Linked DNA regions of Mus musculus: regions 2, 3, 4, 5, 6 and 7 are each linked to region 1. The links are chromatin contacts, called in public Hi-C and promoter capture Hi-C maps. All regions are on one chromosome and are shown on one strand. Each heading gives the region's core, a stretch centred on a gene start, on an enhancer-like site or on the middle of the called end of the contact. The rest is flanking DNA. Distances are from core to core; before and after follow the strand shown.

What was found. Promoter capture Hi-C pulls out the DNA fragments that hold promoters and counts their contacts. Hi-C and Micro-C count contacts between places; a contact is called where the count stands out from the background. Capture Hi-C pulls out chosen DNA fragments and counts their contacts.
Region 2: a contact with region 1 is called in a Hi-C map of B cells, with 7 read pairs. The contact joins the promoter of Isg20l2 here to the promoter of Adar in region 1. A contact is called at or near these places in 2 of 39 promoter capture datasets (liver and pre-B cells) and 1 of 484 Hi-C or Micro-C datasets (B cells).
Region 3: a contact with region 1 is called in a promoter capture Hi-C map of liver, with 2.8 times the contacts expected there. The contact joins the promoter of Naxe here to the promoter of Adar in region 1. A contact is called at or near these places in 2 of 39 promoter capture datasets (both in liver).
Region 4: a promoter capture Hi-C map of liver shows a contact between it and region 1, with 2.2 times the contacts expected there. The contact joins the promoter of Iqgap3 here to the promoter of Adar in region 1. A contact is called at or near these places in 2 of 39 promoter capture datasets (liver and pre-B cells) and 1 of 9 other capture datasets (liver).
Region 5: a contact with region 1 is called in a promoter capture Hi-C map of liver, with 2.6 times the contacts expected there. The contact joins the promoter of Glmp here to the promoter of Adar in region 1. A contact is called at or near these places in 2 of 39 promoter capture datasets (both in liver) and 1 of 9 other capture datasets (liver).
Region 6: a promoter capture Hi-C map of neutrophils shows a contact between it and region 1, with 3 times the contacts expected there. The contact joins the promoter of Mex3a here to the promoter of Adar in region 1. A contact is called at or near these places in 2 of 39 promoter capture datasets (liver and neutrophils).
Region 7: a promoter capture Hi-C map of liver shows a contact between it and region 1, with 3 times the contacts expected there. The contact joins the promoter of Rxfp4 here to the promoter of Adar in region 1. A contact is called at or near these places in 1 of 39 promoter capture datasets (liver) and 1 of 115 datasets of contacts at active chromatin or transcription factors (pancreatic cancer cells).

The regions. Positions count from the first base shown.
Region 1 is chr3:89,728,442-89,732,743 of GRCm38.p6, reverse strand. It overlaps Adar (adenosine deaminase, RNA-specific), which reads right to left and starts at 2,026. Exons shown (of 15, transcript NM_001146296.1): 1 at 1,906-2,026. The coding sequence starts at 1,933.
Region 2 is chr3:87,928,610-87,932,911 of GRCm38.p6, reverse strand. Isg20l2 (interferon stimulated exonuclease gene 20-like 2) reads right to left here and starts at 2,598. Exons shown (of 4, transcript NM_177663.4): 1 at 2,301-2,598; 2 at 637-1,581. The coding sequence starts at 1,428. Rrnad1 (ribosomal RNA adenine dimethylase domain containing 1) reads left to right here and starts at 2,717. Exons shown (of 8, transcript NM_153562.4): 1 at 2,717-3,056. The coding sequence starts at 2,946.
Region 3 is chr3:88,056,287-88,060,588 of GRCm38.p6, reverse strand. It overlaps Naxe (NAD(P)HX epimerase), which reads left to right and starts at 2,094. Exons shown (of 6, transcript NM_144897.3): 1 at 2,094-2,262; 2 at 2,351-2,459; 3 at 2,558-2,668; 4 at 2,752-2,865; 5 at 3,456-3,603; 6 at 3,813-4,066. The coding sequence starts at 2,099. The coding sequence ends at 4,015.
Region 4 is chr3:88,079,837-88,084,138 of GRCm38.p6, reverse strand. Iqgap3 (IQ motif containing GTPase activating protein 3) reads right to left here and starts at 2,088. Exons shown (of 38, transcript NM_001033484.1): 1 at 2,047-2,088; 2 at 121-208. The coding sequence starts at 2,083.
Region 5 is chr3:88,322,891-88,327,192 of GRCm38.p6, reverse strand. Glmp (glycosylated lysosomal membrane protein) reads right to left here and starts at 2,170. Exons shown (of 6, transcript NM_020003.1): 1 at 1,992-2,170; 2 at 1,262-1,516; 3 at 881-1,078; 4 at 564-782. The coding sequence starts at 2,111.
Region 6 is chr3:88,529,790-88,534,091 of GRCm38.p6, reverse strand. Mex3a (mex3 RNA binding family member A) reads right to left here and starts at 2,146. Exons shown (of 2, transcript NM_001029890.3): 1 at 1,244-2,146. The coding sequence starts at 1,697. Gm38618 (a long non-coding RNA gene) reads left to right here and starts at 2,212. Exons shown (of 2, transcript XR_867447.3): 1 at 2,212-2,735; 2 at 3,699-4,302.
Region 7 is chr3:88,650,743-88,655,044 of GRCm38.p6, reverse strand. It overlaps Rxfp4 (relaxin family peptide receptor 4), which reads left to right and starts at 1,903. Exons shown (of 1, transcript NM_181817.1): 1 at 1,903-3,147. The coding sequence starts at 1,903. The coding sequence ends at 3,147.

The DNA.
Region 1 (4,302 bases), core at 777-3,276:
CATTCTTGATTTAAATGGCTATTTTCAGACAAAATCTGGGAAATATATGTGCGTAGCTACAAAGTAGTTGAATAAGTTATAACAGCCTCACACTGTGGAACATTAGTCACAATTTCTGAACATCTGTGTTGGATACATTTGCATTTTTACTACAAAAAATTTGTATATGTGAAAAGTGTAAATGGTAGAGTACATGTAAGTTAAGCTTTCTTCTGTTGAAAAGAAAAAACCTGGTTTGGGGGGGGGGGGAAGAGAAGGGAGAGAGAGAGAGAGAGAGAGAGAGAGAGAGAGAGTGAGTTCATATATGCACAAACACTAGAATAGGCACAGAAGAAATGAAACTAAGGAATTTACTCAGTTATTTCGGGGAGGTAGGACCAGAGAAGGAAACAGAACATGTAGTGCTATCTCTGACGTGGCTCACAGCCTTCCTGACTCGCCTGAAGGCTACAGGAGCTGGGCCACAGCCTTCTGTCGTGACTGGCAATCTTACCATCCTAACATATAATATCAAACATGGCTCTTCAAACACCATTCTAATCCTGCCTTCCATCTCTAGGACCAACAGATAAGTCCTTTGTCTTTACCATCTATGATCCATAGGTGCATACTGTAGTATATGTAAAAAGTGCTTTCCTTCAAGTCAGATGCCTGCAATATTTTGAGGGAAGGTAGACACACACACACACACACACACACACACACACACACCATTAAGAGCTGGGGAGATGACTCAGTGAGTAAAGCGTTTGCCACACAATCTTAAGGACCTGAATCTGAATCTCCAGAACCCAAGAAAAACAAAACAAAACACAGTGTGGTATAAAAATCAGTAATTGTGAGACACTTGAGGGTATAGGGGACCAAGAAGAAAAATTCCTGGAAGCCTGAGGGCCCAGTTCCGAGGCTGTCCTTTGTCGTAGAAAGAAGTACAAGTGTGCCTGTACATCTGCAACATTAAAAGTTGGTTGTTGGAGTAGGGTTTTTTTGGTTTGTGTTTTTGAGGCCATCTACACAGCTTTGGCTGGCCTGGGACTCAGAAATACCTGCCTCTGCCTCATGAGTACCATCATACCCCCCAAATTACAACACACACACACACACACACACACACACACAGTAGTAGAGCATTTGCTTATCAAGTGTGAGGCTATTGGTACATCCCATATAGCTTTTTAAAATTTTGAAGGATAAACCTGGGTGGGACATGCCTGCAATTCCAGCTCTAGGGAGAAAAGACTGGTGGCTTGCTCAAGGGCAATCAAGGCAACACAAGACAAGTAGAAACTGCCTCAAAAGCAAACAAACCAGCATGGTCAAACCAAGGCAAGGAACAGTCCTAATCCCACCACAGGGTCAGTTTCCATCCCCGCTGCTTTCCAGAATGACAGATCCAGTGCTGTGCACAGCATGAATCCTCGGAATCTGGGTTTTTCTGTTCAGAACGTTGCAGCTGGGGCTCATGTACGACATCACAAGTTCATTTTAGTGCTAAGTAGAATTCCACGAAGCTTACCCAGTGCGCTACAGAAAGACACCCTTCTTGGCCATAAAGCAAAAGACTTCCCCCTGCTGGTTAGTTGAGATAATTTAAATTTCTCAGGAAGTTGAAAAAGCAAAGAGGATCATGAGAAAAGTTGCTCATGTTGGGCTATAGCGGCTCAGCAAGGCATCAGGGGTCTTAGCAGAAAGAGAAGGGGTGTCTGCCCCGGCCTGGGTCCTTGTCTGGCTTAGACGCTGGTCTATCTTCTGACCAGCCTCCTTCCTGAGACTGCTCAAAGCTACAAGAACTAACTGAACAGAAATCCCCAGAAGGGCTGGCAGTTCGGCTTGAGAAGGAGAACGTGACCCTCGTAATTCACACTACGCGAGCCAGATATGAGGGTGCAGACCCCGCGGGCTTACCTGTGGGTCCCCTGAACCCTTGAGACATAGTGCCGGCAAGGCCCGCACCTGTGGCCGTAAGATGGCTGGCTCCCCAGAGTTCACTTTCGTTTCCTTGAAAAGGCTTCCCCGCCCAACTGTTGGGCCAAGAGGAGGGAGGGGTTTGCTCCCGGTAGCCGAGCAGCAGCATCCTGCCCACCATAAGGGCTGGGCCGCCGTAGTCCACGCCCACCGCCTTCCTCACCACTCCACCTCCACTAGCAGGGCACTATATACGTTCTCTGAGAGCTTGGGAGCTATTTACTTCACTGACAAGCTTATTTTTGTTCACGGTATTTTGGAAAGCTTCACTCAACAGCGCCCTCTCCGCCCTGTGAGGAAGTTCCTTTTCCGTGTTTAATCCCTACTGCTTGCGAGATTTACAAGTCTGTCCACTCCTAGAGTGACCATTGGCCAATGCCCTGTCCCCACTAGCCTGTCCTTCATTCCCCCTGTTGGCTGCTCCAAACTTCCTATCTTTTTGTAGATAAAATTCTTTACCTTCACGTATTCTGTTCTTTAGCCTAGAATGTTCCTCCCCCTTTCCTTGTTTTGTTTTTGAGACTTCAGAGGAATTCCACTTCCATATCCCTGGGTACCTGATGCGTTTGTACCAGTGTCAGCACCCAGCACATGGTGCAAGTAGGCCAGCATATGGCAGTCTGGGCATCTAGTGTATGCTACAACGTCAGCACCCAGCAGCACACACAGTGTAAGTAGAAGCCCCAGCATGTAGCAGTCTGGGCAAGATGGATGGCTCAAAAGTCACTCCCAATCATGTCCTCCCTGTTTGGTATAGCTGCCTGCCTTCAGTGCTCCCGGGGGCACTCCAGTGGGCAGGGCTGTTCTCGCCTATATCCCCTGCACAGTGAGTCCCAGACAGTCATAGGTGAGTGGATAATAGTGCACTCTAAGTAAAACAATTTGCGGAACAGAAACTTGGGGGGGGGGGGATAAAAAATGGCAATCAACACAGGAAAAGAGCTCAATCTTGTGCCATCAGGGAAACTCAGGAAAGGTCACAGTGAGTAGGTGTTCTTGTCCACTCACCAGTGTGGCACCATTAACTAGCACATAGGAGGACCAAGAAGGAGCAACCCCAGTCACTGCAGGAAGTCATTACTTAGAAACACACCCCATGGTTTAACCATTATATGCATTTAGCAGGATAAGCTACACAACACTGAAAGCAATCAAACTAAAATAAGCAGATGTTCCCACCTTAGGATATTACACAGCAATTGAAGTAAAAACCACAGCCAAATGCAGCAGATGGGAAACAATGTAACAATACTGAAAGAAGACCTCCTGTCCCAAACCAAGCAAAACCAAGGTCAATCATGTATTGCACAAGACAGGTTCAAGTCCAAGGCATTCTAAATGGAAGGAATGTTCTGGGGGCTAATGATCCACTGAGGACCCGCAGACAGTCTCATTCCTAAACTTTGTCTCGCTCCCTTGATAACTGTCCTAACTCTCCCAGCCTCACTAGGTGGCACCTCCACTGCAACCTGGGGCTGTTTACCTTTTCCAGGTTTTCCCCTCAACTGGAGGGCCTTGGGAACAAACAGGTGACAGTCCTGTCACAAGCAGCTTACTTCCCTAGGAGCTTGGGAGCCTCCTGCCAGGTTCCAATTCAGAGGGCTACTCCTTAGTCACCACCCAAATAACTAACTCAGTTGTGTCTAAAATAAGGTATCACAACCTCCCCCTTGGCGCTTGCAGGCCAGGAAGATTTATTTATTTTATGTATAGGAATACACTGTAGCTATCTTCAGACACCCCAGAAGAGGGCACCAGATTCCATTACAGATGTTGTGAGCCACCATGTAGTTGGTGGGAATTGAACTCAAGATCTCTGAAAGAGCAGTCAGTGCTCTTAACCACTGAGCCATCTCTCCAGCCCCGAAACATTCATTTTCTAAACTCACAGGGCCTTCCCCAGCAGTCTAACTTGCTCAAATAATCTGGGAGGCTTTCAGGAGACAAAAGAATGATGTATCACCTAGCTATACCGACCCTGAGAGATGTTCTACAGATGTTGATAGCCACAACCAGCTTTTGGTTTTGTTTTGTTTTTGAGACAGGGTCTCATACAGTTCAGGGTCACCTAAAACTCCTCCAATATACAGCTAAGGCTGACTGACTCTGAGCCCTTATAATTCTGTCTCTCCCTTCCAAGGGCTTCTAATTTTGAAATTACTAGAAAGCAAGAACTGTTTTGGGTAGCTGTCCCCCTTCCCCCCAAAAAAGAGGTCTCCAGAAGAAGGGACATCCTTTTATTACTGAGTCAGAGTTCTCCAGTAAATGAAAGGAAAAGACGTGTATGCCAGTAAGGTTAGTGGTTACATAATAAAGTTATAATATTAACGACAATGC
Region 2 (4,302 bases), core at 1,349-3,848, 1.8 Mb after region 1:
GCTGGGCAGTGGTAGCACACGCCTTTAATCCCAGCACTTGGGAGGCAGAGGCAGGCAGATTTCTGAGTTCGAGGCCAGCCTGGTCTACAGAGTGAGTTCCAGGACAGCCAGGGCTACACAGAGAAACTCTGTCTCAAAAAAAAAAAAAAAGGTGTGCTCCACCACACTCAGCCTTTGTTTTGTTTTCTGATGTGCTGGGGCTCACAGGTAAGAGTCTGCCTAAGCTTCAGAGACTCTGTTTAGACTGTTCGAAACGTTTGAAATTGAACTAAATCCAGTCCATAAATTTGTATTATAGGATAACTATGAGCTTATGAGGACCAAGGATGGAAAGTTTGGCTAAAAAGTATGATGTTTGGTCATAAGTTGACAGGGATGGACTTGTGACACAACTGTCTACTTAATAGAATTATACTAGAAGGCAAAGTTGAGCATGTCTGTGAGCTTTCAGATTGGGTCAACTGAGGTGGTAGGATCCATGTAAAAAAGAAACTAATCCTTACTCCAATAGGAAGCCTTCCTAATCACGTGACATTATTCTCCCTCCCTTTACCATCCTTTGACACCTCCCCAGAATATCACTTGCTGAAAGTCCTCTCCAGACCTCTCTCTACTGTCTCGACCCACGCTCCTCACCTGACTCCGAGCAGTCTTAAAGGGTGTAGCGTTAACCATGTGGCACTTCCGGATGCCACTCCATCTGGTCCGGTAGTTGACGATGTAGCAGGGGGGGAGGACGTACTCATCGTACAGCACATCACCATTGTAATTTACAATGCTGCATCGAGCCAGGGAACTAACGCGTCCCTTGGGTCCTGTGCCCACCATTTCACAGTCTATTGCCACCATCTTCCCTGGCAAGTTTTGGGGGACTGTAGGGCACTTATCTTCAGAACGAGCTTGGGTGGAGTTCGGTACAGCATTTTTCTTCAAGGGCTTCTTCTTGGAGCCTTTATCCTTTGACTGAGCTTGGGTGGAGTTCTCTGTAGCAATTTTCTTTTTCAAGGACTTCTTCTTGGAGCCCTTCTTCTGGGTGCTCTTAGTCTTTGGAAGGGCACTCTGAAACTCCCCTAGCAAATCTATTTTAGACACAACAGAAGCAGTCTTCTTTGAAGGAGCAGGGGTCAGCCAAGACAATGGTGCTTTCTTGTCTTTGGACTGCTCTGAGTCCCTCTTGGAGGCAGCTGCCTCTTTCTTCTTTGGGCATGGAAGGATCTTCAAAATGCCATCTACTCTTGAAGTTTCCCCTTTCTTTGGAGGTTCTGAGTTCAACTTAGACACCTTGTTAGGGGGTTGGTTCTTTTTATTCAGAAATCCTTTCTGTTCCAAGAACCTTCGCTTCTTGACAAAGCGTTGATGTTTGGCATTTCCTCCAAATGCCTTTTTCGAAGGTTGCCCAAAGTCTAAATTCAGGAGTATGGTAGACATGAGATCAGTGGATGGTGGGAGGAAGCTGGGAAGAATGGCTCACTGATAGCAAAAGGATGAGAGGCTCATCCTCTGTGGAATCCCATAGTTCAACATGTGGAGGTCTGCAATCAGCCTTGGGGACAAAGTAATCCTGATTCCCGCACCATAGGCCTGAGAGAAAAGAAGATCAGTTCTGGAAGACATAAGTGATAACTTCCACAAGCCCCAAAGCCCGGCTAACTACTGAAGCCTCCACAATTCACCTTTAGGTTGGTCTTAAAAGGGTTATTTCCCTTCTCCGGATCTCTGTGCCATTTTAAAAACTAAAGATGCTGGGGCTGGAGAAACGCCTTAGTAGTTATAACCTTGTTGCTCTCGCAGAGATATTAAGTTCAGTTCCAGGCACCCACGTTGTAGTAGTTCACAGCATCTGTACCTCCAGCTTCAGAAAAAACTAGATGCCTTCCGATCTCTGCAGGCCCCGGGCAATTAAACGATACACATACATAAATACAAACAAAACACTCAGACAAATAATAAATCTAATTACATAAAATGAGGGTGCTGAGGCTGCGGATAAAAAGATGTGGGACCCACGGAGATCGACTCTATCATGTCTATGAAGTCAAAACAAGGGCGTCAGATGAGACTTTTAAGTACCAGTGGTGAGAAGAAACAACACAAATACCCTCTGGATCACCCAGGAATTCTCAGCGTGCTACGAAATGAAGACCAAATCCAGGTGTCGCGCTCCCTCGGCTCCACGTGGGGGCGATCTCCTCACATACCTTACCTGTCTCCCACAGTAAGGACACAGTGGAGGGCCAGCCACCTCGGCCACCACATTCTTGACGATCCACGAACTATTCCCGAACACCCTATACACCTACCTCCAAGTTGGTTCCCCACTAAGATCGCAAGCGTCCGAAGCCGGATGCAGGCGCAGGCGCGCGCCGACGTATGCCGGGACGGCAAGAACGCGGGCGACAACGGGAAGGCGGCCGGCGCGCACGCGCCCGCAGCGCCCCCACCTCAGGCAGCGAGGCCAGCGACTCGGAGTGCGTGAGCAGCGGGAACGGCGGTGGCGGCGGCGGCGGCGTGGGTGGGGGCGGGGGCGGGATGCGCTCCCCGGCCCCTCGGGCCCCGTGGAGGTACAACTCGAAGGTGGTGGGCCGCGGGAAGCGGAACAGAGTGCGCCGGAACCGTGGTCCCACTTCCGGGAGGGAGGGTGGGACCTGCAGCTGACCCCCTCGCCGTAAGCTGGTGCTGGGCGCGCTTCTGTGACGTCTCCGAGTCCCCTGCGGCTGCGCAAATGGCTTGGCCCAGTGGAAGTCGTGACGTTGGGCAAGTGCGCCTTGTTCTAAGGATTTGTAATAGGACGGGATCGCCCTGAGAGGTGTCGTCGGGCGGGTTCGGAGTTCTTGCTTTGCGTCGGGCGTGCAGAATTGAGTCCGGTTTGGGTTGCATGGTTTCGTGGTACCGACCTTGTGTCTCCTCACCTCCTCCCTCCTTGCACCGACATTTCACGCCACAGGATGCGGGGCGTTTCAGCCCATGGCCTCTCGCATGAGGAGAGAAGGCAACTGGCTGTGGACCTCACCCGCGTCCTAGCTCACTACCGTTCCATCCTGGACGCCTACATCATCGTGAGGCCACCGGGCTGAGGGCGGGGTGCTTCTTGGGGGGCGGGGGGTGAATAGGAGCCCACTGCAGAGAAAATGTGGAGACAGCTTTTATCTCTTCCTAATAAGGAACGCGTTGACTACTAGAATACTTTTCACCCAGCCTTCTGACTCTAATACTTAAGTTTTGTTTGTTTCATTTGAAACCCCACAACCAACATTTGGCCATGCTACAGTTGCATAGAAACATACGAGAAACGAGATGTTCCATAGGATATCCTCCACTAAAGGCAATAAAGAGTGGGTTGGGGAAGAGGAAGTGCTTGGCCAAATGTGGTGTACCCTTGTAATCCTGTCACCTAAGAAGTAGATGCAGGAGAATCGGGAGTAAAAGGTTCCCCTGGGCTACAAAACAAGTTCTAGGGCAGCCTGGACTGGACGATGTTACTTTAAAAAAGGAGGGGAGGGAAACAAAACAGGGCAGACATACATAAAGTTACCTTTCTGTAATCTCGCCCCTCAGAAGACTAAGGCAGAATTGTCTTGACTTGCAGCCAGCTTAACGAGTGTTGAGACATGTCTCATTTCCCCCCAACTCCCCCCCACACACACAGAAGAGCACCAGCAAGGCTTGTGGGTGGGGTGATTCTCAACCTTCGTGATCCTACATCCATCCATTTAGTACAGTTCCTCATGTTGTGATCTCCAACTATAAAAGTATCTTTTGTTGCTACTCTGTAACTGTAATTTTACTACTGTTATGAATCGTAAATACCTGATATGCGGGATAGCTGAAGTGTGAACCCCCAAAGAGGTCCCAACCTACAGGTTGAGAACCGCTGTTTTAGGGTAAATGTTTGTCTAGGACTAACAAGATGGCTATGTGGTTAAAAGCATTTTTGTTTGTTTGTTTTTTGTTTTTTCGAGACAGGGTTTCTCTGTATAGCCCTGGCTGTCCTGGAACTCACTTTGTAGACCAGACTGGCCTCGAACTCAGAAATCCACCTGCCTCTGCCTCTGGAGTGCTGGGATTAAAGGCATGCGCCACCACGCCCACGCCCGGCTTCCTAACAAGGCTTTTAATTGCTCCTTAATTAGTTCATTATTTTCAGATGGGTACTCACTATGTTGAAATATCTCATGGAGATATTCTGGCCTTTGCCACCTGAGTGCTGGGATCCTTTAATAATAGACACCATACCTGGCCCCCACAGCCCCAGAATTTTAAAAGAACAAATGAATGAATTAAAATACACAGCTGTCTGGACCA
Region 3 (4,302 bases), core at 845-3,344, 1.7 Mb after region 1:
GGGTTTTGTTGTGCCACTCCACAAAGATATGAATATCAGGATCTGCTAGGGAAGGAGAATGGGTTTAGAGGAGCAAATGATGGTGTCTGCCACACAAGAATGTTGCTATTGCCGGGCGTGGTGGCAAACGCCTTTAATCCCAGCACTCGGGAGGCAGAGGCAGGTGAATTTCTGAGTTCGAGGCCAGCCTGGTCTACAGAGTGAGTTCCAGGACAGCCAGGGCTATACAGAGAAACCCTGTCTCGAAAAACCCAAAAAAAAAAAAAAAAAAAAAAAAGGAATGTTGCTATTGCGTCAGGCCCCTAGCCAACCTCCTTAATCTGATTGAATATTCTTATCTATGATAGGCTAAAAATACACTAGGGGTTTGGCAGAATTAAGAAAACCTGAAAGGTTGCATGCTGGCAATAAAGGGGAGGCAGCGATTGTAGAAACAGCTCTCATTGGTTGTCTCCTGAGTTCTGTGGATGGGATATTTTCTGTATTGTTCTATAGTCACAGCCCATCAGAATGAAATCAACAGGATAAGTTGCAGAAGGCTGTAAGGTCAGCCTGCTGAGATCCCAGCTCCACCACCAGCCATCATTATCACTGGGCAGGTGGGCAGGTCTTCCTTTTTTTCTTTTTTAATTAATCTTTGAAACGGGAATACTAAGGTTGCTATGAAGTGAGGTGGTTCATGTTAGCACCTGGTATGTGTAAGTGCTTAACATATTATCTATGCCAAATAAACATATTTCACATTGTGTTTTAGAAATGAATCTTCAGGGCTGGAGAGATGGCTCAGTGTGGTTAAGAGCACTGGCTGCTCTTCCAGAGGACCTGAGTTCAAATCCCAGCAACCACATGGTGGCTCACAACCACCCGTAACGAGATCTGACACCTTCTGGCGTGTCCTGAAGACAGCTACAGTGTACTCACATATAATAAATAAAGCTTTCCACCGGAACAAGAGGGCCAAGAGCAAGCAGGGGGTCCTGAGTTCAATTCCCAGCAACCACATGGCTCACAACCTATACATAAACAAACAAACAAACAAACACTAAACTTAAATAAAGCCAGCTACAGTGGCTCAGACCCAGAATCTCAGAGGATCAGGGATTTAAAGCCATTTTTGCAACGTAAGACATAAGATCCAAGGCAGCCTAGGCCACATGAGACTGCTTGTACTGCTTGTAGTTCTGGGGACCTGACACCTCTGGTTCCCGAGGGCACCTGTGTGACCGCACATACCCATACTCTGAAACAACTGAAAACAAAATCAGCTGACCAAAAATAAACTAACTAAATATTTTCCAGCAAATCTGTAAGGAGCCTTGAGTAACTCACATGCTAGTGAAATCAGAAAAATAAAGCTGGTGAGGTCCTGCGTAAGACCACAGAACCTTGGACTTGAAGTACAATTACCGGAGTAATCTAAAGTTCCTGCCACTATCACAGCCTTAAAAATTCTATTTTCTACATTACATAAGTAAAACAGACAGGGCAGAGGTCCACAAAACCACTTGAAGAGCAAGGGCACTGACAACCTGTGATTGATCCTCGGATCTTACTCTTTGGATGGAGAGATCGGATGCACAGAAATTGTCCTCTGACCTCTATATGTGCAGCAAGGCACGTGCATGCCTCTTCCCTCCAACCCTTGCATTTTTAAATGTTAAAAACAAACAAGTCGGCATGGTGGTGCACGCCGTTAATCCCAGCACTTGGGAGGCAGAGGCAGGCGGATTTCTGAGTTCGAGGCCAGCCTGGTCTACAAAGTGAGTTCCAGGACAGCCAGGGCTACAGAGAAACCCTGTAAAAAGCAGGGGCAGCGAGAGGTCAAAGATACTAATTTTTAAAAAACTGCGTGCAATCACACCTTTCAGCAAGGAGGCAACAGAACTGCTTCAAGATGGTGGCCAGCCAGGACTGCAGAGGGAGCGAAGCACATCTGTTTGGAACTCTGCGACGCCGGGGAAAGGTGAGAACGCAGGGCGGAACGAAGGTGGGCGGAACGCCTGATAGTCTGGGACTAGGAACGGACGGTTAGATGCAGAGGCTCTGGGGCGGGGCGGGCCCTGCGCATGCGCCGTGCGAGCGGCGCTCTGCTAGTCGAATGTCCGGGCTGCGGACGCTGCTGGGGCTGGGGCTGCTGGTTGCGGGCTCGCGCCTGCCACGGGTCATCAGCCAGCAGAGTGTGTGTCGTGCAAGGCCCATCTGGTGGGGAACACAGCGCCGGGGCTCGGAGACCATGGCGGGCGCTGCGGTGAAGTACTTAAGGTACGGCCGCCCTCTCCCGCGGGGGCGGGGCAGGGCAGGCCGCGGCCCCAGCACCCCAGGGGCGGACTCAGGCCAGGACTTCCCTCAGTCAGGAGGAGGCTCAGGCCGTGGACCAAGAGCTTTTTAACGAGTATCAGTTCAGCGTGGATCAACTCATGGAGCTGGCCGGGTTGAGCTGTGCCACGGCTATTGCCAAGGTAAGCGGCACAGCGAGAAACCTCAGTGAGGTGCAGGTGGGGAGGTCCCCGGCGGTGGCGCACACAGCGGTGACTGCCCTCTGCACTTCTGCCTTCAGGCTTATCCCCCCACGTCTATGTCCAAGAGTCCCCCGACTGTCTTGGTCATCTGTGGCCCCGGAAATAACGGAGGGGATGGGCTGGTCTGTGCGCGACACCTCAAACTTTTTGTAAGTATGTGAACGGAGTTTTTTGTGGCAAGGTATGAAGACTCGGGATCGGAGATTGAATGGCTACTTTCCTTTTCAACTAGGGTTACCAGCCAACTATCTATTACCCCAAAAGACCTAACAAGCCCCTCTTCACTGGGCTAGTGACTCAGTGTCAGAAAATGGACATTCCTTTCCTTGGTGAAATGCCCCCAGAGGTAGGTGGGTTGATGCCTGTTTCTACAGTAAGTACTGCCCCTGTCCTGCCCTTCCCATTTTCAGATCAAGCTGGCCTGCCTAGTGTCTGTCTGCCCTAAAAGTGTTCTCTGAAAAAAAGTGGTGTAGAAGCCCCTCCAGACTGTGTGCTCCACGACTTTCCAGGCACTCCTATTCTGCAGCCAAACAACTCCCACAACATGCATCTAACAATAATCTGGCCCTCAGGGCCTCATCCTGAACCTTTTCTGTAGATGCATGGATTAAAGGGTGGGAAGTCAGAAATTAAAACAAAACAAAAACCAGAAAGCCCCAGCTTATTCTATGGATGAAGACACTGATATGCAGAACAGAACTAGTCTCTTCTGGCTTCCAGTGTCAGGAAGCCTGAGACTGGCAGTCACCCCTTCTCACCAGTGACAGGCAGGTAGGTACTCAGGCCTGGATTCAGACTGTCCTGAATGAGCAACTCCTCTTTACTGTGCCTTAGGAACCAGTTATATACATGCTTCTGTGGTCAGTGGGTGCAGGGACAGGCCTCCCTAGGTGACAGCAGCTCCTGACATCCTTTCCCCTTCCCTCACGCTCCCAGCCCATGATGGTGGACGAGCTGTATGAGCTGGTGGTGGACGCCATCTTCGGCTTCAGTTTCAAGGGTGACGTTCGGGAGCCATTCCACAGCATCCTGAGTGTCTTGAGTGGACTCACTGTGCCCATTGCTAGCATCGACATTCCCTCAGGTGCTGAGACTCAGGTGGCTGGGAGACTCGTGCTCAAACCTGGCTAAGGCTGGTACCCAGGGGACTGTCCCACATTAGGGCTGGGGAGCAAAGTTCATGCTGCCTGGCCCTGTGGAAAACCAGAGCCCGATAGTACATGGGACTGAGGGCTTTCCCTCTTCCTTAGGACCAGGCCACCTGTATGTCCTTATACTACTTTCTCTCTTCAGGATGGGATGTAGAGAAGGGAAACCCTAGCGGAATCCAACCAGACTTACTCATCTCACTGACGGCACCCAAGAAGTCTGCAACTCACTTTACTGGCCGATATCATTACCTTGGGGGTCGCTTTGTACCACCTGCTCTAGAGAAGAAGTACCAGCTGAACCTGCCATCTTACCCTGACACAGAGTGTGTCTACCGTCTACAGTAAGGGAGGTGGGTAGGCAGGATTCTCAATAAAGACTTGGTACTTTCTGTCTTGAAATTGGAGTCTTCTGGCCTTAATAATTATCAGTGGGTTGTGCTGTCTCTGGGGAAACAGACCAGCATTTGTAAGCAATGGGAAATAGGTGTTTCACCCAGGAATGATTCTTACTTATTTGTAATAGACAGGGAGGTAGATGATGCCTCTAAACTAATTCAGTGTATCATTGTAGCAAGACCCCCAGAGGGTAACAGGATTCCTTCAAGTCTCCAAATGCCATCTACTTTGTGTTC
Region 4 (4,302 bases), core at 839-3,338, 1.6 Mb after region 1:
ATGCATGGCTAGACAAAACTATTTTAACTTGCCCTTTCCAGCAGCACAGCCCCTTGTCTGTTTGCATTTGCTCTGGGGACAGGTGACTGGAATCAGGTAGGAGAAGTGGACCCTGCTTACCGCTTGGCTTCCTCCAGCCGGCAGAGGTACTGATAGGCGACATTCTGTCGCCTCTGCTCATCCATTTCCTCAGCTGTGAGGCGCTCATCTAAATCGTGAGGGGAGACAAGGCAAGGAATGCAGCGTTAGATAGGAAACCCAGCACCCACGCTGGGCTGGGCAGCTCACAACTACCAATGCCCACTTCTGGCTTCTGTGGGCACCCATACACACAAGGTGTATATTCACACAGACACGTGCACATAAATAAAAATGGATCTTGGGCAGTGGTGGTGCATGTCCATAATCCCAGCACTCGGGAGGCAGAGGCAGGCGGATTTCTGAGTTCAAGGCCAGCCTGGTCTACAGAGTGAGTTCCAGGACAGCCAGGGCTATACAGTGAAACCCTGTCTCAACAAAAAAAGAAAGAAAAAAAAATCTTCAGAGACAAGAATTTGAGGCCAGCCTGGTCTACAGAGTGAGTTCCAGGACTACACAGAGAAACCCTGTCTCGAAAAACCAAAAAATAAAAAATAAATAAAAATGGATCATAAAAAAACCAAAAACCAAGACAGGGACCTCAGCTCTGAACATATTCCCTCAGCAGTCCCCTCAGAGCACAGAAACCCTCTCCGTGCCCCAGTTCTTCCCAGTGTACCCATTATCAGGGAGCATCCTGCAGCCTTCTGTACCAGAGACATTTCCTTGTCTCCTATGCAGCCAGTCATCTTCCCATCTTTCTCATGAACCCCCTTCACTGTCATCCTTGGGAGCATGGCTGACATCATCAACCATTAGCGCAGTCATTCATTCATGCCAGACCTTTCTGGGCTACGGAGTACTCCTATTTTGCCTTAGCCACAGTCTTACTACCTCTCTATGTTTTTCATGGGGAACACACTATAAACATAAACACGGGACAGCTGCGCACAGGAGCAACGAACAACCGAGCTCAGAGAATACGCAAGAGACAGCATGGTCTCTCTGTCTTTGACTGGGCACTCCAGTCATTTTTATTCCTTATCCCATTTCCTCATCTTGGATATCCTGCAGTATGACTTCAGGAAGGGCTGGGCTTATTTGAATTGGCAGTTCAACAGACACACGCTTCCAAATACAGATTTGAAAGTGCTGGCCAACAGCAGAAAAATCCCCTGATTGCTCTGAGGGAGTTTACAAAGGAACAAGAGTTGGTTGTTGAAGCATGGAAAATAAACCAGTAAGTGAGTGACATCACCTCAGAGTTATGAATTGGGAACTCAGCGAGGTGGAATGGGAGGGGCCTTGAGCAAGGGAGGCGCTAGCCTCCTGCCTGCACACACGCCCACATACCAGAGTGTCTCAAAAACAAACAAACAAACAAACAAACAGGTTTCCTGGAGCTTCCGTTCCTTCATGAGGTGGATGGACATTGTTTTTCATTCAGATGGTCAGGTGGAATCCTTTCCACCCTCCCCACCAACCCGAGTTTTTCTCAGCCCGAGTTACCATGTTTCAGGTAGCCCAGGCTGTCCTCTCTATACTATGTAGCTAACAATGACCATGAACTTTTGACCTTCGGCCTCCACTTTGCAACTGTTGGAATTACTGGAGTGCGCTGCCAAACCGGCCCTCCGGGTTCTGCATTTTAAAAAAGCGTCCAGGTGATCAGGCGTCAAGTCATTTGGGAGGCAGCGTCTCAATGCGGAATCCCGTCCCGTGGCACTTTTTGGCAAATACAGTAACTGCTGAGTTTTAAGGGGCCATTTAGATCATCTAGACTCCTCCACCCTGGAGCCCCAGAAACTGGGAAAAAGGGAGTGCGCCCTTTGAAGGGTTTGCAGCTCAGTTACCTGGAGCACACTTCGGCGAATTCCCGGGGGAGCAGTGCTCCGGGCAGCCAATCCCGCGAAAACCAAGCCCCGCCAGCAGCACCCCGCTCCACCCTCAGATCCTTCCCGCACTCACAGGCTGTCCGAGCTCGGCCTGCCGCGCACGGCTCCATGTTCCTTCTCCTGCCAGTTTTGAATCTCCCGCCGCTGGGACACCACCCCTCACTGCGGTCACGCCGGGATGGGACGCTTCCCGTTCGTGCCGCAGGGAACCCTGGGTTTTGTAGTTCCTCTTAGAGATCGTGAGCTAGCTTAGGTCAGTTTCTTGATTTGCTTTCTCTAAGGCCCCGCTGCTCATCTGGCTTTTTAACAAATAGTCCTTGCAGCTGCCCTTCCTTTCACTAACCTGTCCTACTTCCTATAGAATTCCTGGGCCTCCCTGTGTGCTATTTGGTGTTTTACTCTGAACTAGATGACAAATGCAGGGATATACATGTTCTAGACTAGTGCTGTTACAGCAACAACAGATAGCACAGTCAAAAGCTTGGAGGTCTATGCCGCACAGAGGGAAAGATCCACTGCAGTGGAGGCAGAGACCTTCCTAGTGAAGGCTTCAGCTGATCTTGAGCAGGACAGAAAAACAGATTAATTAAAAGGGTGTGGGAAGGGAAAGGAGGTCCCGCCACCATGGAGTCTGGTTGAAATCGCCAGCTAAGGGTTGGGGCTGGAGAGATGGATCAGCGGTTAAGACCACGGGCTGCTTTTCCAGAGAATTCGGGTTCAATTCCCCGCATCCATATAATAGCTTACAACTGTCCCAACTACAGCCTCAGGGGGTCCGACATCCTCACACAAACATACATGCAGGCAAAACACCAATGCACATAAAATAAAAGTAACTAAATAAGTCATTTTAAAAAAAAAGAGAGATGGCTCAGCAGTTAAGAGCACTGACTGCTCTTCTGAGCCACCAACCACATGGTGGCTCACAACCATCCATAATGAGATCTGATGCCCTCTTCTGGTGTGTCTGAAGGCAGCTACAATGTACTTACATATAATAAATAAATAAATAAATAAATAAATCTTTAAAAGAAAAAAAAAAAAAACTTCTCCTGGAGTGGCACATTCTTTTAATACTAGGGGAGGCAGAGGCAGGAAGATCTCTGTGAGTTTGAGGCCAACTCTGGTCCACAGAGCAAGTTTCAGGACAGTCAGGGCTACACAGAGAAACAGGGTCTTGAAAAACAAACAACAAACAAAAGACTTCCTACACAACTAACAAAGTCAATGTGAAGATTATTTATAGAGATAATATTCCTTCTATACAGAAATATTTCAAATGACACAATATGAGGAATAAATATGACAACACTTTATACACATATATGAAATTGCTCCTTTTCTCCATTTTGTATACTCCAGGGTCCCCTGTCCAGGGAATGGCCCCACCCACAATTAAAAAGGGTCTACCTAATCAATTAACATGGCCAAGATAATCTCTCACAGGCAAGCTCTTTTTTTTTCTTTTTTCTTTTTTGTAATAGTGAAGGACTGGCTATAGATCCTCTTTGAGTGTCTGGTAGAATTCGTCTGTGAATCCATCTGGCCTTGGATTCTTTATTTAGCTCCTCTTGTCTCTCTAACTTCTGGAGCCATTCTTTCTGATCCTTTAATACAGGCATCTTATAGATTCCCCCTGTAGGGCTGCTTTCCATGTGTGCCAGAGGTGTCCTTGGTTTAGTTACAGGGAGATTGATTGATTGATTGATTTCTTCATTAACTCCAGTGATGAGTTGTTAAATCTCCATGAGTTTGCATATTGACTAGAAATTTTTGGTGTCAATTTCAAGTTTTATTGCATTGTGTTCTGATAGGATATAAGGAGTTATTTCCATCTTCCTGAATATATAAAGACCTGTTTTGTGTCCCAGATATGGTCTACTTTAGAAAAGTTTCCATGCCTGGCTGAGTGGAATGTTCTGTAGATGTCTGTTAAGTCCATTAGATGTATGATGTCAATGAATTGTGTTTCTGTTTATTTTTTGTCCAGATGACACAAGAAGGGTACTGAAATCAGCTATTAATGGATTGAAGATAATTTGTCTTTAAATACAGTAGTAGACTTTTAAAAATGAAATTGGGCACCGCAGAGCTGGGTTTAGAATAGTGACATCTCTTTGGTTAATTGTCCCTTTGGTTAGGATGAAGTGTCCCCCTTATCTCTTTTGACTTGTTTTAGTTTGAGGTGTTTTGTCAGTTATTAGGATATTGATACCTGCTTCTTCCTGGTTCTGTTTGATGGAGTACTTTGTCCACCCTTTTAGCAGTGCCTATCTTTACAGCTAAGATGCATTTCTTGGCAGTAACAGATAGATGGATTTGGGGAGTT
Region 5 (4,302 bases), core at 921-3,420, 1.4 Mb after region 1:
GAGTTCTAGGTCAGCCAGCCAGGGATACTTAGGGAGACCTTGTCTCAACAAACAAACAGAAAACCCTTTTAAAAATGGGTGTTGTGGTGGCTTTAGGGATGGCTCAGTGCTGAGAACTTGCTGCTCTTGTAGAAAATCCAAATTCAGTTCCCAGCACCCATACCAGGAGGCTTACAGCTATTTGTAATTCCAGCTCCAGGGTACCTGATACCCTCTTCTTGCCTCCATAGGAACCTGTATGCACATGCACCCAAATACACACACATAAAAAACAAGTCTTCTGGGGCTGGAGAGATGGCTTAGCAGTTAAGAGCACTGGCTGTACTTCCAGAGGACCTGGGTTCAATTCCCAGCACCCTCACGGTGGCTCACAACTGACTGTAGCTCTAGTTCCGGGGGATTTGGCACCTTCACAGACATACATGCACATAAAATGAAAAGAAATCCTTCAAAAACCCAAACACACAGTCTTTTTTAACAATAAGTGGTTGGTGGGTTTTCTGGGCTGCTAGCGGGATCCCACTTTACATTCCCACCCATCTATCTCGCACTGGTGACCTGACCTGGAAGACGGCAGGTGCATATTCATCATCGATGGAGTTCCGTTCGTTCACTGAGGGGCAGTCAGGGCCCTGTCCCAAGGTGGCTACCTCTAGACCAAATAGGGAATGGTTTCCACGAGGAGAAGCTCCAACCAGGGCCACTTCTAACTGGCAGACATCTGCTGTGTGCAGGAGGCGAGGGGGCTGAGCAGGTCGACCAGATCTAGAAAAGGCTTGGACCTTGGAAGGAGAAGGAAGCCATGTGGGGAGAATGGAGCTTGAGGGACAGATACTCCCACCCTCATCAGTCATTTCCAGTTCCTTCCCCATAGCCTCACCTTGAAGGTCAGGCTGCCATTGGCGAATGCTCCAGTAGGATCATCTACAGGGCGGCCTTGAAAATCGGCACTCAGGTTGGCAAGATCCAATGAGTTGGTGATATTGTTCCAGGAGAACTTGGCCAAGGAGTACGGAGGGTATGGCTTTCCTGGAGGCTGTGCCCCCTCGGACGCATTGGTGCTGTCAAACTCAAGCAGCTGGGGACAGGGTAGAGTGGAAGAGGCTTGCCTCCCTCTGGCTTTCTCTTGAATATCCCTCCCAGTCACCCCACCCAAAACTGCATTCACTTCACCCACCCTGGGCTAAACCCGTCCCTCGCCCTGGGGGTAGGATGGACTCTCTTCTTGTGATCTTCTCTCTGGGCTCCTTCAGACCCTCACCCTGGTGAAGACGAGAGCAGAAGAAAACTGTATGCTGCTCTTGGGGAGCACCATCAGGGCCCCAGCAGGATCGGGAGACAGCAGGAGACTCCAGTTGACACTCAGGACACTCTGAGTGGTGTTAGTGGCCACCAGCACCACAGCTGGAGGCCCCAGGCTGCTCCACACATAGTGCAGGGTGGAGTTGCTGCCCACTGCCCGAATATGAAGCAGGTTCTGTGGATTTGGCCAGCCGGAAATAACCTCCATAGATACCTGGAACACGGGGTAGTGGGGCGGAAGGAGCAAGATCAGGTATGCTCACAGGCAAAGCTGCAGCTTGTAGGTGGAGGACAGGACCTGGGCAATGCAAGGGCTCTTGAGGACCAGGCAAGAGGGAAATGTAGAAACTGAGGGGAACTTGGAATCAGGGGCAGATGTAGGGTTGAGAACATAGGGTGGATCCAGGATTACTCAGAGGGCTCAGAGCTAACAAGGCTTTTAAGTCCCCAAACTTGCCTGTTCCTGGGCTACAATGGCTGAGCCATGGCTCAGACATCGTCAGAAAGCAGGACGCAGTCATGCCTGACCCCTCCACAATTCTTCCAATCACTCGTGACTCCACACTGAGCTCTCTGGGTTGTTATCTCTCTTGCATCCACCTTCCACCCCTCTGTTGTCCCAGATTCCGGTCATCCTAGAAAGGTAGGATTTCCGGAAACATCTATAACTTCAGTTCCAGAGCCCTTACCTGGCGAGTCTCTTCTCCCTGCAGGCCAAATGGAGCTGAACACACAAGTAGACTCAAAAGGAGCCATGGGGTAGGGGCACAGGGGACCCAGCCCCAGTGAGGTCCCCAACAGCGAAACATACAGCCACAGCTAGTTAAACTCAGCGGAAGAGCCTCAGAGTCACATGACTCCTTTCCTGCTGATCCCTTTTGAGGGCGGGCCAACAAAGTTCTTAAAGGGGCCGCTTCTATTAACCCAGATCTGTTTAAGTTGGAATAGCCTCCCGAAAGCTCAAGGTGAACAGGTATTTTATCATCAACAGGTTGGCCTAGGCATCCTAGACTAGCTGTGCAAACATACTCCTACCTTACTGCAGACACCCTACCGGCCCCACCTACATCACCTCTGGTGAATAAACCCAGATTAAAATTTCCACACAATTTAACAGAGTAATTTGTATGTTACTGCTCTGTGCTAGAAAGATATAGAGAGGGCTGGAGAGATGGCTCAGTGGTTAAGAGCACTGACTGCTTTTCCGAAGGTCCTGAGTTCAAATCCCACCAACCACATGGTGGCTCACAACCATCCGTAATGAGACCTGACGTCCTCTTCTGGTGCAGCTAAAGACAGCTACAGTGTACTTAGATATAATAATAAAAAAAAATCTTCAAAACAAAAAAGGAAAGATATAGAGAGGAATTGGATATAAAAGAACCCTTGGGGGTCAGCAAGATGCCTCAGCATTTGCTCTAAACTGAACATGAGTTGGATATATATTCAGGACCAACGCGGTAGAAGGAGAAAAATAATTGCCAGAAGCTGTAACCTGATTTACACATGCATTCTGTGCATTGCTCACATAAAACAAGTGCAGTAAAATGTAAAAGAATGCCGGGCGGTGGTGGCGCACACCTTTGATCACAGCACTTGGGAGGCAGAGGCAGGCGGATTTCTGAGTTTGAGAAAAGTGAGTGCTAGGACACCAGGGTTACACAGAGAAACCCTGTCTTGAAAAAACAAAGACAAAAACACAAACAAAAAAAGTAAAAGAATAATAAAAGAATCCTTAGGTATGGTAGTCTCAGAAAACAGAACCAAACAGGAATGGAGGCTTGTTTCTACAAGGGGACCAAGACACCCTAATTCCAGCCAAGAGGTGAGAAGAGGAAGACCAGAAATTCAAGGTCTGGGGCATGAGATGTTCAGCAGGTAAATGCATTTCATTTATTAGATTACCAAGTAGGCAGGGACTGGCTGTCCAGGAACTCTTTATACATACCAGGCCGGCCTTGAACTATTAAAGATCCACCTGCCTGCCTCTACCTCCTCTGCTGGAATTAAAGGCATGAGCACCACAACCAGCCTGTTTTTCCTAAAATCTTAACATGTAAAGTATTTTGCCTGTATGTCTGTCTGTGTCTGGTGTCCTCAGAGACCAGAAGAGGATGTCAGATCCTCTGAGGCTGGAGTTACAGATGGCTGTGAGCTACCATGGAGATGATGGGAATCAAACCTTGGGTCCTCTGGAAGAAGTCAGTGCTCTTCATTACTGAGCATTTTCTCCATCTCCAACTTAAATCTGTTAGACTAATGCACAGTACAAATTTGAACCAGGTGTTCTGGCACAAGCCTTTAATCCTAGCTAACCAGGGCTACATAGAAGACCTTGTTAAAAAAAAAGAATCAGGATTACTTACATGATAATGTTAAGCAAGTGCTTTGACAGAGCTTATACACGCAACCTAGACACTAGGTTCTAACCTAGAGACAAGGGTCTCTGCATAGCCCAGCCCTGACTATTCGGAACTTGTTCTGTAGACCAGGCTGTCCTTTCAGAGATCTGCCTGCTGCTGCCTCCAGAGTGCTGGGATTACAGGCATGACTCCACCTAGGCCAGTTTTTGTTCTTTTTCTTTTTTTTTTTTTAGTATAGTTTATTCAGTGCATGGGGAGGGGAGTTAAGAGGGTAGTAGAGGCAGAGAAAGGCAGAGAGAGAGAAGTAGAGGCATCCATGACCACATGGAGGAAGGGGGTAAGGTAATGGGGAGAGAGGGGGAGCAAGAGGGCAGAGGCAAGAGAGAGGCAAGATTAAGAGCCAGTTTTTGTTCTTGAAACCAGGTTTTATATGTGACTCAGCCTTCTAATTGCTGGGATTACAAATTATTTTGTGAAGAACAAAGTGATAGGAATTGAGGAAAGAGAAACCAGTATATTATTAAACTTAAAAAGAAACCAGAAGATGGTATCCGATTCCTTGGAACTGTAAGGTACAGTGGGTGTTGGGAACTGAATATGGGTCCTTTGGAAGAGCACTGAGCTATCTCTGCAATAC
Region 6 (4,302 bases), core at 897-3,396, 1.2 Mb after region 1:
TTTCTAAACCAGAAACCCCCAAGAGATTGAGGGAGGGGGCGCTGTGCAGGGGAGGGGCAAGTTCCCCTCCTCCACTCCAAATCCTCCAGCCCCAACACTGGGATGGATGAAGTGGAATATGTGGTAGGGGCCCCAGCCTGCCTCCCCTCCACTGCCAGGAACTGGCCTTCTTCTTTACTCCCGCGGAATGCAGCCCCTCCATTGTTCCCCACCGTGGGACAGCTCCTCCCCCCACTCCACCTCCCAGCCCAGCCCCTTTGCCATATCCAAATCCCGCCCCCCCCCCACAAGAAGCTAGGAGGGGAAGGGTCCCTAAGATCCAGGTTGTTCAATTTGGGTCCTTACCAACACTCCCACCCATCCAGGGATGCTGGGCTGGGAGGGTGTGGTAACATACTCCATTGGCTTAATTCAACACCCCTCCCAGCACACCCAGACACGCACCCCCCCCCCATATTCCAAGTGGAGGTTTCTGTCCTGTCCCCCTTCACCGACATGCCCTTCCTGGCCTGTCCCATGAATTCACTCAGAGACTTCTCTGCAGACCCCTAGCTCCAGGCCGTGGCCAGCCCAGAACAAAAGCAAGACGGAGGAGGAGAGGCCCACGCCAAGACTGGTACTTCCTCAGAAATTCCCCTCCCCAAACACAGGGGCCCTCCAACTTCGGTGTGTAAGCGACCAAGGGACCCCTCTTTGCCAAGGGCTCCCTCATCACCTCTCCCCAGACTGGGACCCTCCCCTGGGCCACACCCCCTTTCATTCCTACACTCAGCCCAACAAAGAGGCAGCTCTTCAGTCGGGCTTCGTGGACTAGGTCTCCCTCAGAGTCCCCAACTCCAACAGCAGAAGGTCCCAGGAGTGCCCCCTCCCCAGTATACAAGCAGAAACTAGAGTAGGGGCTCCCAAGTAATTGCACATTCCGTCAGTCCTTCCAGCCAGGAGCCGACACCCCCTCCGCACAGACCCTGGGATTGGGAGGCAGCTCCCCCTCCCCTTTCCTCTCCCAGTTCCAGGATATTTCTTTGTCTACGGGCGGAGCCCCAGGGGAGGAAGGGTCCCGAGAGTCGTCCCGACTAGGGGTAGCAGGGAACTTTGTGGCACTTGGAATCTGGGCAGGGGGCGGGGCCCCCTTTGTCGGGAAGGGACAGAGCCAGAGGCGCGCAAAGAAGGAAGCGATGAACTTTCCGTGCCGGGGACAGCAAGCCCCCACTCCAACCCTCGCAGTGTCCAGACGCCCGCTTACCTTGCCTGCCCACGATCTCGGCCACGTGCTCGGAGGTGGGCACGGGAACGCACTCCGTGGTGTTGCTGCTGCCCTTCAGTCGCAGCTCGGCCTCTTTGTAGAGCGCGCAGAGCTTGGCGTCGTTCGCCCCTTTGGGGGCGGTGGGGGGCTGGGGCGTCTGCGCCGCGGGGGCCGCGCTCGGGGCGGCCGGGGCCGCCGCGGGCGGCGGCGGCGGGGCCGGCTGCGGGGGGGCGGCCGGCTGCGCGGGGGCGCCGCCCCCCCCACCTCCCCCGTCCTCGCCCGCCGTGGGGGCGGGGGGCTCCCCCAAACCCAGGAGGCAGAGTTGATCAAGAGCCAGCTGAAGGGCGCGCTCGTCTTCCAGCAGCCCTCGGTCCTTAGCGCTTCCCCCGAAACATCCTAGTTCTCCAAAGCCCCCATTTCTTTCCATTATTCCAGATACCACTAGACTAGGCATGGCGAAACAAAAGCTGGGGGAGAGAGGGAGAGAGAGAGGTGGTGGAAGGGAGAAGAGGAGAGAGGAGGGGAGGGGAGAGGAGAGGAGGGGGTGTGTGGGGAGGGGGAACAAAGAGCTGGGGAGGGGGGAAGAAAGCGAGATAGAAAGATAGACCCACCCCTAAGCCCCCCTCCCCAAGCACCCTGTAACCTGACTCCCCTCGCCCCAGCCCCCGGGTGGGGGTGGGGGAAAAGAAGCAAAACCAAGAAAGCAGATCTCCTCTCGCTCCGGGGTGACGGGGTGGGGTGGGGGGCTGCGGGCCCTAGCCCCCACCCCTCCGCCTCGGACCCAGAGTCTCTACCCTCCGCCGAGCAGACGCCCCCTTAGGTTCCCGCACCGAGCCCCAGTCCCGGAGCGTCGCTCAGTGGCCCCCAATAGAGCCCAGCCCCTTCCAGCGCTCAAACTCTTTTGTTTTAAATGAACTGGATGGAGCAGCATGGAACTGACGGGAGGGGGGCGCGCCGGGGGCGCCCGGGGCATGCCGGGAGTTGTAGTTTCCCGCCCTCGGGCGCGGGGAGGAATTCCTCAACCCGGGCAAGAAGGGGATTGCGCCCCTCGGGCTCTGCCCACTGGTCACGGGAAAAGCCTCGGGTGGGTTGGGAGTTGTGGTCCGAGAAATTTTAGGAGCTGGCAGTATGCGGGAAGGGAGCGGGTGTGGAAAGGCGTTTCTCCTCTGCCCGCGGGTCCCGGGCCTCTTTCTTATGGTAATGAGGGCCGGGGCGGAGCGGCCTCGTGGCTGCAGTGCCCTCCCTCCTCCCGCGCGCGATCGCGGAGTCCACGGGCTCGGGCCTCTGGGAGAGAGCTGGTGGAGCAGACAAAGCCCGCGGCCGCTACAGTGGGAGGAGCAGGTCTCTGCGCTGTGTGGGGGCCAGGAAGGGGCGTTCGGTTGGGGGTGGGACCCCCGGTAGAGGATGTGGTTCCCTCTCTTCTCGGAGGTAGCAAGCCCTTCCCCCTCCCCCAGCCCCCCAGTTCCGGGATCTCAGAGGCCACGACTGGGAGGTGAGTTAGTTCGTGCCCCCGTGGTCCGTGCAGTGACCCGGGGAGGATGAGGAGGCGTGGAGGGAGAGGATGGGGGTGGGGGCTGATCCGGGAAGCCAGAAGGGTCCTAGAGGCTTCGTATGGCTTAATTTGGAGCCTTGAACCTTGAGTAACAGGAGTGAGATTGGGGGCCCCTGAGAACCCAGGTTTTTTATTTTTACTTTTTTAGACCTGAGCCTCGAATATAGTGGAGGAAATCTTTTGTCCCTTAGGACGGTCATTTCGCTGTTTCCTTTGCCTCCTTTATAAACCAGTAATTCAGCCCTTTTAACCCTAGAAATATGGCGAAAGAGATCATAAATAAGCTTTTAAGATTTGACTGTTAAGAGGGGAGTTAGAGTGTACTGCATTCTTTTCTCTTTCTTTCTTTTTTACTTCCCCCCTACTCTGTATCTTCTGGTTTTTGTTTTTGTTTTTCTTTCAAGAGAGGGATGGGATCTAAAGGTCTTGTGGTCAGGCTCAAGGAGTCACCTCCCCAAGTTGGATCACAGTAGATGGGTATGCTGGGTGGGTAGGAGTCCCGCCCCTGCCCGAGGGGTTTCCTTTGGGAAATCTGAGCTAGTCTAGAGGAAAAGTTTTGCATGAAGGTAGGGCAGTAGATTGACAATGGGGATGTCAGGAGGCACAGTGAGGCCAAAGGCCAGGAGGGCTGAGCTCAGGCCCGGTCCTTATAAGCTGATTTTTGGAAAGTGCGTTTGCACAGCATTTGGGAAGGCTGGAGTCTGAGCTGAGTGGTCGGTGGGTATGAGAGTTGTGGCTCTCCCCCTTCGGTATAGATGGTGAAGGAGAACTTTGAGCTGAGGGACCTGGCTAGCTAGAGTAGGGGAGGAGGTGCCCCACATGGAGGACTTTATGGGAGTGGATGCTCTCGCCTTCCAGCAGGAGTGGAGGAAGGCTTCTGACTCCTGTTCACCTCTCTCCCAGGAACCTGGACTTGGGCGCTGGGAGTTTCTTTGGAGAAAGTTTCTACTGGAGACCAGGTGACGGTGGGGCTAACAGCTGTTTGCAGCTTTCCTGTCCTCACTGAAACCAGATTCCCCCCAGAGTTTGCCCCATCTCTGATTTCCTCCTCACTAAACCAATTAAGGCAGGAGGTTAATGACCAAAAAAGCCTTGGGGATTTGATCGGGGAGGAAAACAAAGGGCAGAATCTATGAGTGGAGAGAGGATGCTGCTGAAAGGGAAAGGGACAGACTGAAGGTGGAGCGGGCAGGGTGGCACCCCACTGGAATCTCCCCCCACCCCCCCACCCCACCCCATACAACAAAGATACACCAGTCCTCAGGGGATCTTAGCACCCCCCACTCAAAGTCACACTGAGACTCCAGACCTCCTCCAAGGCAGAAGAGAGCCCATGTGAGCCTAGCTCTTGGAGGGCAAGGTGTGTGTGAAGGACTCAGGTGTACCCACAGAACAGGCGTGTGCTGAGATGATGGATGCACGGTTGCTGTGGGGGCGAGGGAACGGCTCTTGTTCCTGAGGCTCAGGCCTCCTTTGTTCAGGCTAATGCCACTCCGTCTGGGCTGCT
Region 7 (4,302 bases), core at 654-3,153, 1.1 Mb after region 1:
GAGTACACCAGAAAAATGGAGTGGCAGTGGGGGTGGGACAGGTTGGCAGGACTGTTCAGGGATGTAGAGCAGACCTGAAGGTGTGGCCGTGGTCATCCACCTATGGCCTCACAAGTCCAATGTGCCCAGAAGGGGTATACAGGGAACTGCAACTTCCTCCGTCTCATTTCTTTCCCCTTCTTAGCATCAAGGTCACATGGTACTGCACTGAATTCTGACCTGTGTTTTAGTTGGCAGTGTTCCCTTGGCATGATAACAGCTGTTCATTGTCCTGCTTCCTTCCATGACCAATGCTCCAAACTTCCCCTTGAAATGACAGTCATCATGCAAAGAACAAGGTATGGACTCACGCTAGCTCCCTGAACAACGGACTATCTTCATCTGATTTAACTTCTGTAAGGAATTTTTATTTATATGTATGTCTGCACGTATGGACATGTAGCACATTCGAGCCAGTGGAGACCAAAAGAGGGGGTCAAATTCTTTAGAACTGGAGTGATAGATGACGGTGAGATACTAGATGGGTGCTGGGTACCACACGCAGGTCATCTGCAAGATACTAACTCCTTAGGTATCTCTAGCCCCAATTTAAAACTATTTAAATAGTATTTGCCTGTGTGAGCATGGATGTTCAGTATGCTACTGAATGCAGGCAAATGTCAGGACAACTTTCAGGAATCTGTTCTCTCCTCCCACCTTGTGGATCCTGACCACCCAGTGCACATTGTCAGGGCCGACAAGCAGGTACTTGATATCTAGTCCCAAACTTGTTTGGTTTGGTTTTGAGACAGGGTTTCAGAACCTAACCTTGTCTGGCCTGGAATTCAGTAGACAGACCAGGCTGGGTGTGCCAGCAAACCATTAAGCCTGTCACCATCTAATCTTATTTTGAAGATTTAGTAGTGCTGGGGGGTACATACTACTGTGCATGTATAAAAGTCAGAAGACAACCCCGGGATGCCTGTCCTCTCCTACCTTTATGTAGGCAGGTTCCAGGGACAGCCATCTCCACGGGCGTATTTATTTATATATAGATTATACCTTGTTGTACTGCCAAGTTTGGCCTTGGTGATCAGGTGATCCAGCTGCCTCAGCCATGCAGGTAGCAGTGACCACAGCTCTTTGGCATCTCGCTGAATTGTATATTTTCTTAACACTTTTGGGGGGAGAATTGTGTGTGTGTGTGTGTGTGTGTGTGTGTGTGTGTGTGTGTGAGATGAGTGTGGAGGTCAAAGGGCAGCTTGTGAGTGGCATGTCTATCCTTCTCCTATGCAGATCCTGTAGACTGAATTCAAATCACCAGGCTTGGCAGCAGGCCCCTTTCCCCAAACAGCCCCGATCTCTGGCCTGCCCCCATTAACATTTTAAGCAAAGCAGCACAGGGCCCCAATCAGAGAGACACAGGAAAGGCACAGCAACTGTGGGACTCTGAGTGATGTGTGTTCCTCTCTCTTTTTCTGACTCCCAGTCTGGTTTTCTAATGCCATATTCCTTCCCTAACCTCTCCTCACACCTCTCCTTTTCTCAGAGAGCTCTCTGCACTCCGGGGAGAGAGAAAAAGCGTCTTCTGGTTTGGCTCCACATCTCTACTGTTTCCCTTTCCTTCCCTATTACATGCATGTTGACAGTGTGAACATAGCCCTCCCTTGCACTGCCCCACCCACCACGGTTGTCCAACTGGGAAGAAGCAGGCTGTTCTACCCACACCTGTCCCTCTTAGGTGTGAGCATGGGCAGGGGCTCTTACAACCCGAAGCTCTAGACCAACACCCAGATTCCAAGGGCTCTTCTAAGAGCTCTCCTGAGACAACAGCGGCGGCGGGTGGTTGCTTGCCAGGCCGGAAGGCGGGCACTCCCTGGTTCCTCTGCTCTGCTGTGCTCTAGCAACCTCCGCGGTCTTGCGATGGCCACATCCAATTCTTCTGCCTCTCTGCCCACCCTCTTCTGGGTCAATGGCTCTGGAGACAGCGTGCTGAGCACTGACGGTGCTGCCATGCCTGTCCAGTTCCTTGTTCTGAGGATCATGGTTGCACTGGCCTATGGACTTGTAGGTATCATTGGCTTGCTGGGAAATTTGGCCGTACTGTGGGTTCTAGGTAACTGTGGTCAGCGTGTGCCCGGCCTGTCTTCTGATACCTTTGTCTTCAGCCTGGCTCTAGCAGACTTGGGGCTGGCCCTTACTCTCCCTTTCTGGGCAACCGAGTCAGCAATGGACTTCCACTGGCCTTTCGGAAGTGCCCTCTGCAAGGTAGTCCTGACCACCACCGTCCTCAGCATCTATGCCAGCACCTTCCTAATCACAGCACTGAGTATCGCGCGATACTGGGTGGTAGCCATGGCTGTGGGACCAGGTAGTCACCTCTCAGTCTTTTGGGCCCGTGTGGTCACCCTGGCAGTGTGGGTGGCAGCTGCCCTGGTGACTGTGCCCACAGCAATCTTTGGGGCTGAAGTTGAGTTGTGGGGCGTGTGCCTCTGTCTTCTGCGTTTCCCCAGCAGATACTGGCTGGGAGCTTACCAGCTACAGAGGGTAGTTCTGGCCTTCATCGTGCCCTTGGGAGTCATTACCACCAGTTACCTGCTGCTGTTGGCCTTTCTAGAGCGGCAGCAAAGATGCAGGCCACGACAATGGCAGGACAGCCGAGTGGTAGCCCGCTCTGTCCGTGTCCTGGTGGCTTCCTTCGCCCTCTGCTGGGTTCCCAACCATGTAGTCACTCTCTGGGAAATTCTGGTAAGGTTTGACCTGGTGCCCTGGGACAGTACTTTCTACACCTTTCATACTTACATCCTTCCCATCACCACCTGCTTGGCCCACAGCAACAGCTGCCTCAACCCTGTGATCTATTGTCTCCTGCGGCGGGAGCCCCAGCAGGTTCTTGTCAGCTCCTTCAGAGCTCTCTGGTCAAGACTGTGGCCTCAAAGGAAGGCCTGCATGGAACAAATGGCCCTCAAGGAGGTAGGCGGGAGAACGGTAGCCAGCACCCAGGAGAGTGGCTCTTCTAGGACACACACAAACACAATGGAACACCTGGATGAAGGATGCAGCCTGAACACTCTCCTTTCTGAGACCTATCAGGGGCAGAGCCCACAGATTCTAGGGAGGAGCAGCTGCTCTCTCAGTCAGGCTGCTGTGTCCCCAGGAGAAGTCTGATCTTTGATCACCAACTCTGGGTGTGACAGAACGGAGAAGCTGGAGTCCAAACAGGAGGTGGATGTGGCAAAGCTTATCTCTGGAGATGGCAAAGAGGAACTGAGAATAAACCAGATCGGTCAGAGACTGTCTTGACCTTTCATGCAAGTACTTCACAGGATAACTAACGTCCATCACCCGGTTTAGACTAACAGGTCAGGTGTCGGTTCTCCCTGTCACTTTAGAATAGGGCACCCGTTATGCCTCTTTGGTACCAAACCCAAAAATGTATTCTCTGGCCAATAAGCTTTTTGTCATCTTAGAGGTACCCATTAGGAATGATGTAGAAGCCTCCCCTTCAACGTTTGTCTGTCGTTTTGCTGCCACAAGATGCAGACCCTGAGTGTATAGCCTTTGAGAATAGTGAATAGATCTGTCCCTTTCAATCAAGGATTGGGTAACAATCACAAGGGTCTGGGCGTGGGGGTGGGGAGTCAAGAGATACAGAAAAGTTTTGTAGGCTGAGGGTCAGAAACCAGAAGCTAGTCTCACTGAGTACAACTGCACTTCAGCCAAGCGCCAGAGCATGTGGGCTGGAATCTTCCCCCCACGCAAATTATTCTAGAAGTCAGTTCTCCCCTTCTAAAATTGGAGGCAGGGTTTCATCATACCCAGGCTGGTCTCACACTGTAAAGCTGAGGGTCGCTTGGAATCTTTAATCTTGATCCCAGATGCTCGAATTATAGGCATGTGCCAACAAGTTGAGCTTTTCAGATCATTTTAGCCTATTCTTCCTTCTTTCCTGTACTTATGTATGTATGTATGCATGCTTGCATGTACATTTGTGTTCACACTTGTACGTGTGTCAGAAGCAAACATAAGGTTTTTTCATTTCCTCGTCTTTGTTTTTATTGAGACGGTCTTACGACCTAACCCTAACTGTCCTGGAATTCACTCTGTAGACCAGGCTGTCCCTTGAACTCAGACACTCACCTGCTTCTGCCTCCCATGTGCTGGAACTACAGGCATGTGCCAACGCACCTTGCTTTGATTTTTAAAAAAATTACACTTTATTCAAGTGTGTTCAGACGAGGAGACATGTTCCACATGCATGTGGCGATCAGGACAGCTTGGGGTCTGCTTTCTCTTTCCCCCCTCTTAAGATTCTGGGAGTCA